Linked DNA regions of Sus scrofa: region 2 is linked to region 1. Evidence: chromatin contacts called from public promoter capture Hi-C data. All regions are on one chromosome and are shown on one strand. Each heading gives the region's core, a stretch centred on a gene start, on an enhancer-like site or on the middle of the called end of the contact. The rest is flanking DNA. Distances are from core to core; before and after follow the strand shown.

Evidence for each region. Promoter capture Hi-C pulls out the DNA fragments that hold promoters and counts their contacts.
Region 2: a promoter capture Hi-C map of liver shows a contact between it and region 1, with 5 times the contacts expected there. The contact joins the promoter of ZMYND8 here to the enhancer-like site in region 1. A contact is called at or near these places in 2 of 5 promoter capture datasets (both in liver), 7 of 47 Hi-C or Micro-C datasets (adipocytes, embryonic fibroblasts, fibroblasts and 2 more) and 2 of 2 datasets of contacts at active chromatin or transcription factors (alveolar macrophages and skeletal muscle).

What each region holds. Positions count from the first base shown.
Region 1 is chr17:49,293,434-49,296,133 of Sscrofa11.1, forward strand. The region is part of intron 14 of ZMYND8 (protein kinase C-binding protein 1); the gene reads right to left. Among named protein-coding and RNA genes, the nearest start is that of ZMYND8, 96 kb to the right of the region's middle. Within about 2 kb of position 1,303, at least 8 of the 83 cell types and tissues checked have an H3K27ac peak or open chromatin away from gene starts, as enhancers often do. A contact at or near this core is called in embryonic fibroblasts, liver and skeletal muscle, where this site is marked.
Region 2 is chr17:49,389,061-49,391,760 of Sscrofa11.1, forward strand. It overlaps ZMYND8 (protein kinase C-binding protein 1), which reads right to left and starts at 1,358. Exons shown (of 26, transcript XM_021078039.1): 1 at 1,083-1,358; 2 at 157-390. The coding sequence starts at 170.

The DNA of each region.
Region 1 (2,700 bases), core at 53-2,552:
ACTAGTATCCATGAGGATGCGGTTCGATCCCTGGCCTTGCTCAGTGGGTTCAGGATCTGGTGATGCCATGAGCTGCGGTGTGGGTCGAAGATGCAGCTTAGATCCCACATTGCTCTGGCTGTGGTGTAGGCTGGCAGCTATAGCTCTGATTCGACCCCTAGCCTGGAAACTTTCATATGCTGTAGGGGTGACAGCAGGACAAAAAAAAGGCAGAAAGACTTTCTCCACTGCGGGCATCTCTGACAAGCCTCAATGCACATCTTGGTCACTAGCTGGATGACTGAACATCTGTGTCTGCTGAGCCCACAGCAAATAGTGTGTGTGAGAGAAGAGGAGACAGGATTCCCGGAGAGAGAAACAGGAGTCTGGGGGAATTAGGAAAAGAGGAAAGAATCAGGCCTTCCACTCTCGCCACAAACTCATCCTTATTTAGGACTTAAAATAAGCAGAGGCACAGAAGGGGGCTGGAACCATCCACGGGGCTCAGCTCCTATTTTAGAGCAGAGACAAGAGGCCCAAGACAGCAAATGAGGGCCTGATGAGTTAGCAAGCCAGACCTTCTTCGCTCCTTTTTGAAACAAAACGTATCCGAAGAGTAGTGAAGTATCCAACGGGTAACCCATGGACTGAGTTTTATATCATGGGTTGTATTTGTTTGACACAAAGAGACCTTTTCTATTTAATGAAATTGATAGTCAATTCTTAGAAACTAAAAAAAATTCACATAAAAATCTAGATTTCTGGGAGTTCCCGACGTGGCGCAATGGTTAACGAATCCGACTAGGAACCATGAGGTTGCGGGTTCGGTCCCTGCCCTTGCTCAGTGGGTTAACGATCCGGCGTTGCCGGGAGCTGTGGTGTAGGTTGCAGACGCGGCTTGGATCCCACGTTGCTGTGGCTCTGGCGTAGGCCGGTGGCTACAGCTCCGATTCGACCCCTAGCCTGGGAACCTCCATATGCCGCGGGAGCGGCCCAAAGAAATAGCAAAAAGACAAAAAAAAAAAAATCTAGATTTCTGTTTGTCTTGAAAACAGTCTGACAACACAGGTTCAACAGGCAGGAGCTGCTTCCTTTAGAAAACCACGTTGTCCTTCAGGCAACCATCCAAATCCTCCAGTTAACCCCAACCCCTAGAGCTGGGCCAACTGCCCCAACTGCACAGAGGCACAGTGGCCAGGACCCATGAAATCAAAACACACCCTGTCCGGCAGCTTTTCAGTTCGTGTATCTCGGTTGAAAGCCTGAGCCACACAGCAGAAAGGCCAGAGTCTAAAGGTCAAACTTGACCACAAGCCACGTACGATCCTGGGGAAGCAACTGCTTCGCTTTACTTCAGTTTCCACTTCCTTCCAACGGGGCTATCACCTTACCCTGACGGTGGCTGTGGTTTGTTTTTTCGATAGTTTTAATTTACAGAAAGCAAAAATTCTCTTTTCAGAGAATACAGTTCTCCGGGTCTTCATACCTGCAGAGATGCTTGTAAGCAGCAGAAACAGAATGTAGAACAAGTGCATCTCCCCAAAAATCCCTTTGGGATGCGGAGTCAGTTCCTCCCAAACCCCCAGCTGTCACTGATCTTTTTTCAATTTCTTGTAATTTTAACTTTTCCAGTCTTTTTTTTCTTCGAAATGAAACACTGGTTAGTTAGATATAATCATGCCATACTGGAGTTCCCGTCGTGGTGCAGGGGAAACAATCCAACTAGGAACCATGAGGTTGTGGGTTCGATCCCTGGCCTCGCTCAGTGGGTTAAGGATCCGGTGTTGCCATGAGCTCTGGTGTAGGCTGGATCTGGGTTGCTGTGGCAGCTACATCTCCGATTCGACCCCTAGCCTGGGAACTTCCATGTGCCTCAAGTGCGGCCCTAAAAAGACAAAAAGACCAAAAAAAAAAGAAAAAGAAAGAAAAAAAGCCGTTATTATCCCTGGCACTCTGTCTCATTCTACCTGTTCAAACGAGTGACACAGATGCTAGACATCATATCCCATGAGAATTATCCAGCCTTTCCCTCCATCTTCTGGGGTCTTCTCCCAGCCATGGCACCTACGACCAGTGCCTATCTGCTCCTCTTCCCACTGGGTCACTGCGATTCCAACACCCCCATTCCCAAGGCCTTTGTTTCCACTGACAAAACGAGGCGTGTGTCCCAGGAATGGAAAGAGGTGGTGGGGAGTTTCTGCGCAGGAAGCCTCGGACCCCAGAAACACACGCCAGGGAGAAAACCTTTCAAGGCCAGAGGGTGGGTCAGCCCAAAGGGAAAGCCCAAAGCCAGCCCGGCTGCGGGAAGGAGCGATGCCTGCCACACAGGACTGGCAGAGGGGAAGCGTGGCCATGAGAACCCCTCTTGACAGCTTGCTTTTTTGGGGCGCGGAGGTGTGAGGAGGGCGTGAGAAAGCAAACCACACTGCAGAGAACAACAGGTGTTTCCCTGGGGAGCAGACGGGTCCCTGAGTGTTCAAGAGAGGAATTCCCACCAGCCAGCCTAAGGCCCCTCAAGTCACCGTCCCATCCCTCCCCGGCTGCACCACCAGGTGGCCAGGGTGAAAGAGGCACTGGTCTCCATGGAGACACAGGCTCGCTCCAGCTCAACCACCTCGGGCTCTGCAATCTGGGGCCTCCGAGCCTCCTCTCCAGTCCTCAGTTTCTCCATCTGAAAACAGCACCGATAAACAGGCACTGACCACCAGAGGCTGCACTTAG
Region 2 (2,700 bases), core at 108-2,607, 96 kb after region 1:
GAAAGCAAAAAAATTCTCTCTAAACAGTTCCAAGTTAACCTAAGTGCTGTGGGGGTGAGTGTGGCACGGCCAGCCACAGAGAAATCACACTGCTCGCCCACAATGCGGATGTCTCAGAGGGAGGGGGAGAAAAGATGGTTAAAAAGTCGAGCTTACCTCTGTGGATGCATTGTTAACACTGTGTAATGTCAATACTTATAAAACATGGAGGACAGGCTCCTAGTTCTCACAGAAAAAGGGTTTGGCACTTCGGCTTGATGATCTGGCCGCCTAATAAAAGCTCATCCCCGATTGGCTGCCCCGGCAAATCGGAGTGTAAGGCGGCCTCGGATTGGCGGAAACACTTCCTGAGCGATTATCTTTGTGAGGCTCTGGTGAGCAAGAGCCATCCTGTGCATAGAAAAAGACAGGCTAAGCTAGGCCTTTTGCAGCAAGAAAAACTTAGGGAAGGGGCCCCCAGACGCCCTTCTCCCACACCCTGGCTAGAGTTCCCGGCACGGGCAAGCCAGTGCAGCCAGCCTGACCTGCTCCAGCAAAGCCTGAGGCCCGGAGGCCCCAAGCAAGAGCGATTTGGGGGTGAGCTGGAAGGGCTCACCCTCATCTGCCCCCACGGAAACGGCTCTCTCGCTGGGAGGAAGGCTGGTCCTTTTTCTAGAACAATCCAGCAGAACGTTCTTCCCCCACCCCCGCCCCCGGCGAGGTGAGGGGCGGACTGAGGCCGAAGCGTGGGGAGCCCCAGGAAAACAGCCCAGGGAACAAGAAAAAAAAGAGGCTGGAGGCAGGCCTCTGAGGCCGAAGAGACCGGGCAGGCGAGCCCCCCAGATGGTTCCAGAGCAGCCCTGGCTTCTCAGAGGACAGAGGACTCGGGCTGGCAGGGAGGAGGGGCACCCAGTGGTCAAGTTTGCATAGTCATTGTCAGACTGCCTCCTGGACAAAGCAGGCCAGAGAGCCCTTCGCCTCGGCCCAGAATCTCACCTCTCACCGCCCCCCACCCCCATCCAGAGCTCCAACGAAAACCAAATCCGGCTCCTGCCTCCTGGCCGGGATGCCAGCCCCGCACCCCCAGCAGCTTCGGTCCTTACCCTAAGAAAGGCCAAATGCGCTCCTAGCAGGCCACATGCCTAGAGCTACAGACTTCCCTTCCCCTCCCGGCCCCCTCCCCCACGGCGGAGGCCTGCTAAACCTGTCAGTTAAACAAAAATCTGACTTCCGTATTAGTCTGCGATGGCTTCAGCTTCCTGCCTATTAACCCTCTCTCGGACTCTGGGCCTGGCCGGGAAAAGCTAGGCCCTGAGAGCGCAGAAAAGGCCTGTGGAAAAATACCAGCGGCAGCTCTCCCGGCAGATGCAGAAAGAGAGAGAGAGAGAGAGAGTGAGTGAGCCGCTGTCTCTCGCCTTGGCTTCCCAAGGAGGCGTGTACCTTCTGAATCCAGGGCACAGGCAGTGCCTCTCGGGCTGAGAAGCCATTTAAATCCAGAGGGAGAAAGAAAGATGTCAAACCCAGCCAGGGAACAAGAACCCCCATTATTAGTCAGGCCTACACCCACTGCTTCGCCCTTCCTGCCACAGTCATCCCTGCATGGGTCTTCTGGGGGAGCTGGGCCCTCAGCGGGCAGACAAATCCCATGAGCTTTATAAGGATTTTTGCTGAAATTTACTTCCACGGCTTCTCTGGGTCCCCACAGGCAGATGGAACAGCTATTTCACACACAGCCCTACCCCTTGGCAATCCCCCCACCCCCATATCTCTGGCACTGCTCCCCAGTAAAACATTAACTCGTGTTTCAGAACTGCTTATAATTCCACCCATTTCAATAGTATTCGGAGGTCTTTGCCTGGTTCCTCCTTTGTAACTGGTGGGCAGCCCGAGAAAGAAAAGGCAAATCCAAAAGGATCTTTAAAAGTCCACACGCACTGGCTTCTTTCTTTAAAAAAGACAAGGTGCTTGATTAACAAGGTTTAAAAACACAAAACAAAACAAAACACCCCAGCAAGCTGGAACCCCAAAGGCTAAATAAACCCCATTCTTGAGAGGCTGGAGAAAGCATCCCGAGGTGACGCAGCCATATGCCAGGAGGTAAAAGTATGGACCAATAAAGCCTCCCCTTCTCCTTCTAAAATTAGGGCTTGTGGGCTTTCTCATCCCACACAGTCCGCTGCCACAAAGAAAACGGTGGCGCTGATGGCCTGCTCGCCCTGCCCCCGTTCCCCCACCCCCACCCCCACCCCCACGGACGACAGATGCCCACCGAGCACACATAAATTCTTCCTGGCTGGGAATCTTATGTCAAATAGGAACAAGCCAAGAACCCAAGGACACGGTACCGCAGGGGCAGGGCCCCGGCTTTATGAAGAGGGAGGGGATTTCGTTGCTATATTTTAGGCTAAAGAGGCCAAGATGCGGGGGAGGGGGGGGGCACTGCCGCCACCACCACCAGATCTGACAAAGGACAACAGGCCTGGGCCTCACCAGAAGGGAGGGGCCTCCTCTTCCTGGGGGTGGAACTGAGCCCAGGGAGACCAGACCGGGGACAGGAGGCCAGAGCTCATCAGCCTCTGTGCTCCCGCCTGGCTGTGTGGGCAGCGGCCATCCACAGCCATCCCATAAGAATACTCCATGTGTCTGTGTGTGGGTGCTGCTTTGGGGAAAACAAATAGAATGAGGAGTTTCTGGCCGATCTAACTTCCCGACCCCACTTGA